Regions from separate parts of the Mus musculus genome. Here region 1 is linked to region 2. The links are chromatin contacts, called in public HiCAR-type maps. All regions are on one chromosome and are shown on one strand. Each heading gives the region's core, a stretch centred on a gene start, on an enhancer-like site or on the middle of the called end of the contact. The rest is flanking DNA. Distances are from core to core; before and after follow the strand shown.

The links. HiCAR-type assays count read pairs that join an accessible place to other places.
Region 1: a HiCAR-type map of astrocytes shows a contact between it and region 2, with 2.9 times the contacts expected there. The contact joins two enhancer-like sites. A contact is called at or near these places in 3 of 484 Hi-C or Micro-C datasets (cerebral cortex, cortical neurons and uterus) and 1 of 115 datasets of contacts at active chromatin or transcription factors (astrocytes).

Annotation. Positions count from the first base shown.
Region 1 is chr6:142,042,954-142,048,957 of GRCm38.p6, reverse strand. No RefSeq gene overlaps it. Among named protein-coding and RNA genes, the nearest start is that of Gm6614, 37 kb to the right of the region's middle. Within about 2 kb of position 3,152, at least 2 of the 459 cell types and tissues checked have an H3K27ac peak or open chromatin away from gene starts, as enhancers often do. A contact at or near this core is called in astrocytes, where this site is marked.
Region 2 is chr6:141,565,872-141,571,859 of GRCm38.p6, reverse strand. Slco1c1 (solute carrier organic anion transporter family, member 1c1) reads right to left here. Exons shown (of 15, transcript NM_021471.3): 14 at 4,289-4,406; 15 at 1,683-2,554. The coding sequence ends at 2,332. Among named protein-coding and RNA genes, the nearest start is that of Slco1c1, 45 kb to the right of the region's middle. Within about 2 kb of position 3,064, at least 18 of the 459 cell types and tissues checked have an H3K27ac peak or open chromatin away from gene starts, as enhancers often do. A contact at or near this core is called in astrocytes, where this site is marked.

The DNA of each region.
Region 1 (6,004 bases), core at 1,903-4,402, 480 kb before region 2:
TAGAATAGGAAACAAAACACCCATGGAAGGAGTTACAGAGACACAATTTGGAAGTGTGATGAAAGGATGGACCATCTAGTGATTGCCATATCCAGAGATCCATCCCATGATCAGCTTCCAAACGCTGACACCATTGCATACACTAGCAAGATTTTGCTGAAAGGACCCAGATATAGCTGTCTCTTGTGAGACTATGCCAGCGCCTAGCAAACTCAGAAGTGGATGCTCACAGTCAGCTATTGAATGGACCACAGGGCCCCCAATGGAGGAACTAGAGAAAGCACCCAAGGAACTAAAGGGAACTGCAACCCTATAGGTGGAACAACAATATGAACTAAGCAGTACCCCGGAGCTCTTGTCTCTAGCTGCATATGTATCAAAAGATGGCCTCGTCGGCCATCACTGCAAAGAGAGGCCCATTGGACTTGCAAACTTTATATGCCCCAGTACAGGGGAACGCCAGGGCCAAAGGGGAGGAGTGGGTAGGTAGGGGAGTGGGGGGGGTGAGTATGGGGGACTTTTGGTATAGCATTGGAAATGTAAATGAGCTAAATGCCTAATAAAAAATGAAAAAAAAAATTACACTGCCAATGGGGGAAAAAAAAAAGAAAAGAAAACAGTCTCACTTTTAGTGCATCAACAGTAAACCAAGGAGGAAAAAGCACATACAATCTTTTGAATCCATTGCTGAATAAGAGGGGATGTAAGCAGATCTGCACACTCATTTGCAGCAATCTAGTTCCCATAATTTTTAATGTACTACAGATAATTATTTCCAAATATAGTAAATAATTTTCTAACTATCATCTAAAAACATCTTTTCTGGCTCTGTATGAGTTTTGAAAACAAGGATGAACATGGAAATGAAGGAGAAGAAATGATTTGATTAAGGGTTTGTATTGAAAACACTTGGAAGTTTGTGTCTTTTGAAGCCATAGAGTCCTGATGAGATAGAAAATTGGATTTGGTTTCACACTAGTCATTTATATATTTAGACAGGTTTCTTTCTGTAATTTCTAAAGAGATTATCATGCATTGTATGAACCCTGACCCAGCATGGAGTCAGTGAATTGAAGCATTTTAGAGGGCCTATGTCTTGGAAATATGCTAATGGAAAGAGAAACCGAACTCTACACTAGAAGATTCAGGACTGTGAGATGAAAGGATCTTTTTAGAGTCCCACAACCAGTAGTAATGTGGACTACAGAGACTAGTATCAGAGACAGAAAAGTGGGAAAGAAGAGAGTCAAATTATAAAACAAACAAACAAACAAACAAACAAACAAACAAACAAAGATTATCGCAAAGAACCACGTGTCTAGTTCTGAAGAGCCTGGCTGCCACACCAAAGCCTGGTCTTATGTAGCTATAAGAATGAAGCAAGCATGAATCAGATTTTTAAAAGAAAGATTATTCTGGAAACATAATGAATGAATGGGGCTGAGGCAGGAGTCAGGATAATGGGAAAGACAGTTATGTGATGATTGAGCCAATAACATAATTAAGGTTCAGCTATTTGTTAAAAGAGTGTGCGAAACAATGTAAGCTTTGCAGGTGAGACTGGGAGCCTAGTATTTACCATGTTGAATTCTAGCTGTTTATTTTGGATATTTAAAAATAGAAAAGTGAATAAATAGTTAAAAAAAATAAGGTGATCCTGTTTCATGAGCAAGTTCGATGAGATTACAGCTGAGAGTACATGGGAGGTAATAAATGAGATATCATCCAAAGTCAGATTTTTTCCAAGATACTTGATGATTAAGAGAAATATCAAAATATAAAACAAGATGCAAAGTGAGTTGAGGACCTGATAATATCATTCATATGTGTGTGTGTGTGTGTGTGTGTGTGTGTGTGTGTGTGTGTGTGTGTGTGTGTGTGTGTGTTGCAGAGCATGGAGAGTGCTTTGTGGAAATAGAGGGTTGAAGATAATCAGGAAGGATTTGACGATAGACCGATCTTGAAGGTCTTGAAGTTGCAGAATGAAGAAATGTAATCTCTAGGGTGAGTGTCTACAAACATAAGCTAAAGGCAGGTCTAACTTTTACTGACTTTGGGGGAATGGTAAGTGATGTTATGAGGATAGACGTGGAATTTATGGGACAGATTTGAACTTGAGATAGTTTCCACATGTTGGAGAGTTTCTCTAAAGGATGAAGAAAGGGATGCTTTAAGAGACAAGAACAGTTATGGGGATGCATTTCCTCATCCTCTAATTGAAGGGGACCCTATGCCAAATGTTCTGTTAAGACCAGGGAAAGTGCCGTGGACTGTACTCAGTCAGTCTGTCAACCTGAAGGAGAATCAGGATCCTGGTTCTCAGGTAGGCAATGAATCGGTGAAAAATGACAAACAGACAAGGGAGTGCTGTATCTGAATGTAATATCTCAAAAGCAAGCATTAGACTTATAACACAGAAGAAAAACAAGGAAGTTAGACAATACATCAGCCAAGGTACATTGAGATGCACAATGGCTCTTTACACAAAACAAAGAAAATGCATAAAAGTTAGCAGGAACCAGGCAGTGTTTATAACTGAGATAAGATCAGCCCTATCTAAAATCAGCTATTCACATGAGCCAGGTGAAAGGGCTAATATGTCCAGGTGCAATTCTAGTCTATTGTCTAACCCACCACCAGGTCCCTAAGTAAATACCTAATTATGCTATTCCTTTGGGCCTAGTGAAAAACATGCACAAGGGAATTTCTGTTCTACTAACTTTTTCATGAATAATGCAATGCTCCACTTCCTCCTTAAACCACAACCTACCTTCTTTCTACTATTATGTAATGTAGGCTGCCATTCATGTCTATAATGAGAATTCTAACTTTACTGTTTTGAACTAGCTCTGAGTTTTCTAGCTTCTATCCCACAAACTGCAATGCCTGTTTTCTAACTATCAACACTTGAGGCATTTCATCTGAATTAGTAACATTCTTACAAAATTCCAAGCCCAGGGTTGGCTCAAGGGCTACCTAGGACATTTTGTGAAGGCCAGGAAGCAAAGTTCAATCTAAGTTAGGTATTTGTCAAATCATTCCTTGGAGGCACTTATAATAAAACAATACTGAAAGAAAGCACACAGAACCATTCATTGACTGATGCAAGAACAAGTTTGGAGCACTCGTGCTAAGGGATGCCAAGGCTCCCGGAGACTAGTTTCCATGAAACTTTTTGCCTCAGGAATGCATTCAAGCTTTTGGGTTTGTCACACAGTTTCCACTGGAGTGGGTATGGCAGGAAAGCATCAAATGGAATTGGCCCTCCGTGGTTCAAGCTCCTCCAGCCATTCTTCACTCCCATAGTTCCACAGCACCTTCCAGAAGCTTCAATCTGCAACTCACACATTTTCAATCTAGTTCACCAGAAAGTGAATGTGCAACTAATTTGACTGTATGACCAGGTTACTTTTGATATAGTCACCTACAGTAAGATTGTTCCAAATGCCCTACTTTATACTGACTTGGAGCATGGCATAGGCAAATAATAAATGTTGCTTTGTTACATATATGGGTCCATTCTCTTCTCTTACAATTTCTAAAACAGAGCAATCAAAGGACCATTAAAAAAGTAGTTAAACCAGTAACTCTGAGGTGTGGTGGCTGGTATTTGAGAGACATTCTCCTGGTCTCTTATGTGATTCTGTTTGCTTAGGTCTATATACCCAGTGTCTATATACATCTGAGCAACATGTGTTTGTATGATAAAGCCAATGATTGGACCAATCATTGGCACTGTATTCAGAATACCTGGAAACATTTAAAAAACATTCAATCAGAGTCCAAGTACCAATAGTTATTATTTTTTTTTCCTTACACAATAAATTTTGACCATATTCACCATTTTGACCCATGCCTACTTTGTTACTCACCCAAATTTGGGCCTTCTTCATTTTGTACAACTCATCAACTATAGCTTGTGCTGTCTGTATGCTCTTGGAGTGGCCTTCTCCAGACCGTCTGAAGCCCATCATGCGTCATACTGCTAAAAAAAACCCTACTCTCCCTCTCCCAATAGCTATTAACTGCAGAAAGCTTTTTAGCTAGGAATGGGGTTTTGTGTCTACCTCCTGTCTCCATGACGGGAATTTGTCCATCTTGAACTTGTAAATATTTGAGATTTATAGAACAGCTTTTAAAATGTAATGCTACACAATACATTTTATCAAATAATTGTTTCACCTAGGGATCTGATTTTGCTTAAGGAGTTAGAGCTACACCTCAGCAGTTATGAACAGTGGCTGCTCTTGCAGAGGGGGTGGATTCAATTCCCAGTACTGACATGGCTATTTACAACCATCTGTAAATCCATTTACAGGGAACCTGACACCCTTTTCTGGCTTCCATGTGCACTACACACATGTTGTGGGCAGGCAAAAATACTATATACACGAAATAAAAATAAATAAACCTAAAAAATATTAAAATAATTAATTTATTATTGCTATAATTTTAAGGTTAGACCGAGAAATAAAGCACTGAATTTAATATTTTCTACATATTACCTAAGTATATAGAAGAGTGCCCCTCTTTGTAAGTTAAGTAATCAATATAGAAAATTTCCAGGAGTCATATTATTGTATCCCTTTGTTGTGCTAGGGAAATGTTAGTGATCTCCCAAAACACACATAGGAGCCAATCTGGTGCAACTCATAGCAGGGTCTTTATTCTATTTGAGCTAGCCAGGGCCCCCCAAATGCACCACCCTCACACAGGACGGTTTTTGGTGGGGGGGGGAGCCTCAAATATCTACTGGGGCAAGGCTTTATAGTAAGCAGCAAGCAGGGAATACATGTGCAAGCACCTAATTGAAAAGCTGCCGTGGCCTTTAACATAATTGGCTGGTGCTGGGAGTCCTATCATAAACTTAACTCCTGCTCCCCTCTGCATTGGTGGTCATTAGATAGAAGCTGGGCTTGTAACCTGGGCTGCAGGTTTACTGGGGGAATAATCGGAAGACACTGGTCTTGTTGGGGGTGTAACCTGGAAACTCTGCTCTTGTTGGGGATTAGCTTAGAGACTGGAGGTAGGCTCAGGTTCTGTTGGGGGTCAACTTGGAAACTAATGCTATACTAGTCTGTTAGTCTACCTGAGTTCAAACTTAGGGTAGGTTCTCTAAAATGGAGCCTAAATTAAAAACCTTTGGCATCTCATCCCCCTCTTTCTCTTGTGACTAGAAGTTGCAACCATGGGACTTTCTGAATCTTCATGAAAACAGTTAGTAGCAGGGCTATAACTTTGTGGTGTTCCTGGGGCTTAGGTAGGGGCCCATCTGTGGGATACAGGAAGGAGTCTTGAGGCTGAATTCTCCTCCTGCTTGCCAGGGTCTTCTTCAACTGCAAACAGATGTGTGATGAATCCATGCTGCAACTCTGTAGCACAGGGACCCTTCCAGGAAGCTCTAGTGACCCCTGGCAGTGTCTCTTGACTAGGATCCAATCTCCGGGCTAACATTGATGGCACTCTGGAGGTGGACTTGTTTTATGGAAAGCACAAAGTTTAAGCCAAACACGTATATGTACCCACTGGACACCCTGGAAATCGTGTAACAATTAGCAATTGTCTTTTTCTGCAATACCTTCTGTCAGTAGGAAAACCAAACATAACTTTAAAAGAGGTAAGTCCCATGTAGTATGGCGAGTTCTGCACTCTATAAAGAATGAAGGGGAGAAGAGTCACCCAGTCACCATCAGTCTCTAAGGTCGATTTACTTAAGGTCTCTTTTAGGGTTCTGTTTATTCTTCTCTACCTATCCTGAACACTGGAGTCTGTAAGCACAATGAAGTTTCCAATCAATCCCCAGAATATTAGCTCATTAACTTACCTGAGACATAAATATAGGTCCATTGTCTGACCCTATAAACTTAGAAAAAGCATCCTTCGGAAGAATTTCTTTTAGTAGTTTCTTTGTTACCATCTGCACAGTCTCATGCTTAGTTGGGGAAGTCTCAATCCATCCTGAAAAGGTATCTATGAACACCAGCAAGTATTTGTATCCAAATTT
Region 2 (5,988 bases), core at 1,815-4,314:
AACGGTGAAGAAAGGAAAACAGTAGTTGCAACTTGAAGATTAGAGAGTGGACTGCCAAACCCACTAACTGCAGTCAGAGGAGCACCAGTACCCAGGAAAATGGATGCCTGAACAGAAGGTTTCCAGTACAGAGAAATGGAGGGCTACCTGGTGGTATCCTTCTAACTTGTCTGCTAAGCGGCAGGTAGGCATCTATGATAGCACATCCTTAATACTATTTAATCCATTCACTTTCCAGGTGTAACAACCACGGAAGTTATTATTCATTTTCAAAAACTTTGCCCCTTCTTAGAATTGGGAACAAAACACCCATGCAAGGAGTTACAGAGACAAAGTTTGGAGCTGAGACGAAAGGATGGATCATCTAGAGACTGCCATACCTGGGGATCCATCCCATAATCAGCCTCCAAATGCTGACACCATTGCATACACCAGCAAGATTTTGCTGAAAGGACCCAGATGTAGCTGTCTCTTGTGAGGCTATGCCGGTGCCTGGCAAATACAGAAGTGGATGCTCACAGTCATCTATAGGATGGAACACGGGGCCCCCAATGGAGGAGCTAGAGAAAATATCCAAGGAGCTAAAGGGGTCTGCAACCCTATAGGTGGAACAACAATATGAACTAACCAGTACTCCCAGAGCTCGTGCCTCTAGCTGCATATGTATCAGAAGATGGCCTAGTCGGCCATCACTGGGAAGAGAGGCCCCTTGATCTTGCAAACTTTATATGCCTCAGTACAGGGGAACGCCAGGACAAGAAGTGGGAGTGGGTGGGTAGGAGAGTGGTGGGGGGAGGGTCTGGGGGACTTTGGGGATAGCATTTGAAATGTAAATGAAGAAAATACCTAATTAAAAAAATAAATTTAAAAAAACTTAACTTTTAATGAGGAAAGAGTTTATTTTACTTTATAGCTCCCAGGCCACACTCTATCACTGAGGAAATTTAAGGTGGAAACTCCAAGCAGGAACCCGGACACAGGAACATTAGAAGGCATGGAGGAGTGCTGTTTACTGCCTTGTTCCTTATGGCTTGCTTAGCCTGCCTTCTAATATAACTCAGGACTATCTGCTCAGGTGGGATGGACTTTTCCACGTCAATCATTAATCAAGACGTGCCTATAGGCCAACACTGTGGAGAAACTGCCTCAACTGAGAGTCCCTCTTCCCAAATGAGGCTATCTTGTGTCAAGTGGAGAAAGAACTAACCAGGACAAATGACATCTAGAGCCTACTCTCTCTACAGGGTCAAAGTCTCTGACTGTTTTATGCATAAAGTACATATCAGCTACATAGTACATGTATAGTGTACATAAATATCTTATACTACAGACACACAGTGCAGAAATGCATAGTACCACATAGTACAATTTGTAATATCTATGTTACTATATCTTTTCCAACATTATGTTTTTATGGATTATTTGGGAATTTCATACAATGCTTTCTGATCAAGTTGACATGCAAGTCCACTCAGGTCCCCCCATCCCCAGAAACTTAACTTTTAAATATTTTTATGACCAGGCAGTGGTGGCACATGCCTTTAATCCCAGCACTTAGGAGGCAGAGGCAGGCGGATCTCTGAGTTTAAGGCAGTCTGGTCTATAGAGTGAGTTCCAGGACACCCAGGGCTACACAGAGAAACCCTGTCTCGAAAAAGCAAAACAAAACAAATATATTTTGTGAATACAATTTATGTCTAAGTACAGAGTTACCTAATTCATGGAAATTTGGGAAGTGTTTGTTTAAAAATATTTTGATTCACTGAATTCGTAAGCAATAAAGTATGGTGACATGGTGACATGAATTGCAGTGTAACCATGGATACTTCCAAAATCACAATGAATTTATGTAAATTATAAAATTACATCTTATTATATGTAAACTAATGAACAGAAATTGTCTCAGAAGACAACCCCATCATGAATGTTTTTTTTCTGTATCAGTTCAAGGAGGAGCTAAATCTGAAAGATCTCCTTAGGAAATACTCAAAGTAGATTCTGGTCAAGTGACACAATGTACAGATGACATGTCATAATCAAACATAATAGACAGCCATCCCCAGGAACACATATCACATATCAATGGAGACAATATAGCATGAAGCAGAAATAAGAAAATAATTAAAAGGAATGTACAAGTTTAAAAGTTTTAAAATAAATTTAATTACATCCTTAGAGGTTTGTCATGTTATGCTTAGAGTCAAAAGCAAAGCAGGCATACCTTTGGAAGCAGAAAGGAATTGCACATTGAAGCCCTTTTGATTATGCTTTTATTCATTTACATGTATTGGATAAAATGACCCCATATTTGTTTGTTTCCATGATTTTTTTTTAAAGTCGTGTCTCCTTGCCTGGCCAGTACTTGGGCTGCAATCCACGATCCCTTGCAGCGCATGTCTCCTTTTTGATGCTTGAAGACATCCCTATTTTTTCTCTTGTGGTTATTAAGCTGCTGTGTTTCGAGACATATTTTTTCTTTAAAACAAAAAGTACAGCCATGCTTAGGAAGACAGACACCGTGCCCAGGAGCGTGGTTAATCCCAGGTATATGTGTCTAAAAGAGGAGAGAGTCTCGGTTATAATTATTGCAGCCACTCAACTTGAAAGCAAAGCAAAACAAAACATGAAGGTTCTAACAGTGTGAGGTTGATTGCTGAGAGACACAGACTTAATGGCCTGGTGGCTATGAATGCTGGTGACCTCCTGCCAGCAGAGGCAACTTCTTAGTTGTATTGTCATTCCTGGTTACTGCAAATGATATAATAGTTCCCACTTCCTCTTTAAAGATTCCCTGAAGTTGGATAGCCATCTTCCTGCTTGCTGAGGCAGTCCTATTTAGCCCATTGCTGTCCCAAGTAATAATTTTAAAAGAGCCTCTTTCACTTTCAAAGGTGTCAAGGTTTGACTAAGTCATGTGGTGACCCTGTCTCAAATATTTCTTCAATACACTCCAAGGAAAAGCTGTGGTAAGCAATTCAAAGAAGGGGTCAGGGTTGTTAGTGGGACAGAAAGGCCTGATAAAGAACTTAGTGTTCAGCTTCCCCTCTTACATACGGTCTCTGCATCACACAATGTCCACACTGCAGTGAGCACTTAGCCTTACCAAATGAGAGCAGAAACCAAATGTCACTCCCAGAACTGGCCCTGGCCTTGGACCAAACATCCTTCACACATAATATCAAAGCCTATTAAATCGATCTTATTTGAGATGGTCTGCCTAATTCACATGCAACTTACAGGCTCAAGACTCTCGGATTTTTTTTTTTCTTTTGGTTTTTGGAGGTTTTTTTTTTTCCCCCTCTGAAACAAAGTATTCAGCGTGTAAGTCTTTGAATAAAAGAAGTCCTGCTTTTAAGCCACTGGAGTATGGCTTTAAGCAGTGGGGAGATAAAGGTTTGATGAACGGAACTGAATGATACCGTAGTGAGAAAACCGTGCTCTCCACCTCAGACACGCTCACCCACACAGAGAAAGCTTTTTACTTTTGTGCATTTCAAGTACTGGGATAATTGAACATCAGCTTGGCAATAAGAGCCGGATGGATTGAGAGCCAAATCCAGATCTTGCCCAGGGGATTAGCGCTGACGCAAATGGTACAGTTTGGCTCAGTTTAAAAAAGAATAGAATTAAATAAACCCAGAATGTGACCTAAATTTAAATGCATCTGAGTTTCAGGAAATATTTTGCCATTTGTGTGCACACATTTTCAAACCTGTATTCTAGGATTTTTTAAAAATCATTTATTATATATGTATGCTCGTGTGTGTGTGTGTGTGTGTGTGTGTGTGTGTGTGTGTGTGTGTTATGAGCCAGGGTTGCTCACTCTGCAGCCTCAGTTTAGCCTAGAACATATTATATAGCCGAGGCTGACTTCAATTAAGCATTAACTAATTCTCTTTTAGTCCCCTGAATTCTGGGATTACAGGTGTGAGCCATTTTTTCCTGCTCATTTTCATCATTTTTAAAAAATGATTACTTGGGGCAGGGAGAAATTCAAAGTATAATGATACATATATGTGAAAGTGCCATAATAAAATACATTCATGAAACGCATTGCTAACTGTGCTAACTTTAAAAAGTCAGAACAAAATAAAATAATGATGAATTCAAAATGAAATTCAATGTCAACACTTGGCAATATTTTTTCATGTAAAATAGAATTGTTCACAGTTTTTTGGTTGATTTACCTCATAAACATGGAAAGTACACAGGGAATTTTAAGCTTCAGGATGTGGCAGAAAATGAGCTGTAGGAGCACAGAGCTACATGAGTGTGCTTGGCACTGTACCTGAAAGCGTGGGAGTCATACAGCCTGCAGGAGCCTCTGCTTCCACATTTCTTAAATCCCCATTTGAGGCATGAAGTGTCAATCAAAACACCAAAGTACACAGGGGCTGGGATTCCTGCTGTAAGAAACATAAATGATCGCTTCTAAGTTTTTGGCCATAAGAAGTGACCCAGAACCACTTACCTTGAGCTCAGGAATCACTGATTAGGTAGTGAAAACCCACAATTCTTCACTGAGACCTCTTTCTATGGCTCAGAGTTTGGTCACAAGCTCAGGACCCATGCAGTAACTGTCAGTGGTTTAGGTCTAGATGCATGTCTCCTGGAAATTCACACTCAATGTGAACACAACTTCTCCCTCACCAAGTGGCCAAGGCAATGAACCTGGATGCCACCTCTGAGCCCTTCTCATTTTAAAACCCAAGCCATAAAATCTCTTCCTTAGGTATATATCCTCCTCTCTCTGCTTCTGCTCTGATGTAAATCTGAAGGAGGGTGTGTGTACAGCTCACTGGTAGAGAATTTGTCTAGCATACATCCAAGCCCAGGGTTTAATTCCTAGACACCCCACCCTAATAAAAGCAATAGCCAAGGGTTCTTTTTTGCCAATTCCCTTAACTCTCTCTACTCTATTTACTAAGCAAATAACCACACAGATAATTGCCCAAGGTATTCCAAGACCAAACATGACATGTCTGGCCTCATCTGAAGTCATATTAATTGTCTTATGTTTCAGATACCTGCTTCCCTGAACTTTTTTCAGTGATTAACATGCTCCACCCTCTTGCCGAACGCCCCGAGTAGCTTTCTTTATCTGAAGCTGATTTCATCTTCTTGCCTCCTCCTTTTGAATGTGCACATACCCTTTGCATCTCAGTTGAAATGGTTCCCTTCAGAAAGAGCCATTCCAATGACCTAAAACTGCATTCATTCTGCTCAGCAGCCTACAACTTTCCTCCCTTCCACAAACCCTTAGTGGCCTTTGATTGTGTGTTCTCAGAAAACCAAGCTATGCAACCACAGGATAGGCACAGGATGGTTGGCTGTCTTACTCATTATACTTCGCAATAACTGATCCTTCTTAGGGACAGAAGATAAATTCTCATCATCAACTTTCAACAAAAGTCCTCTGGAAGGATTAAAATGTGTTCACAACTTCACTTCTATTTTGTACGTTGCAAACAGATGGTATTAAAATCTGGTTTGCACAGGGCTGTTTGTTTGTTTGTTTTGGTGTTTGTTTGTTTGTTTTCCTTTGAGTAGCCAAAATTTTTACAGCTAATAAAGGTGAGTTTATTTTGGCTCACAGTTCAGGGTATTTGAATCAGCCATGGTGGGGAAAGTGTGTCTATGCAGTAGGGGCATGTTTGGTAAATAGATAAAAGCAGAAAGCAGAGAAAACTCAGGCTACAAGTTGCCAAGTTGTAGACTTCAACTCCTCCACTGCAGCCCAATTAGAGATCTCTTCCTGCTAGGACCCACCTTCTAAAGGTACCCCAATTTTCTATATGTGACACCATCTTGGGATCTGACAAACAGATAGAGCACACTTCATATTTAAACCACAAAACCACAGCATATAGTAATAAGAAAATAATTTATTCTTCCTAAAGCCATCCTAATGTGTATATGACGCCATCAAGACAAACAGTCCTTTGATAACAAGTAAGAATTATTTTTTAAAATATTGCTTGCTTAAAA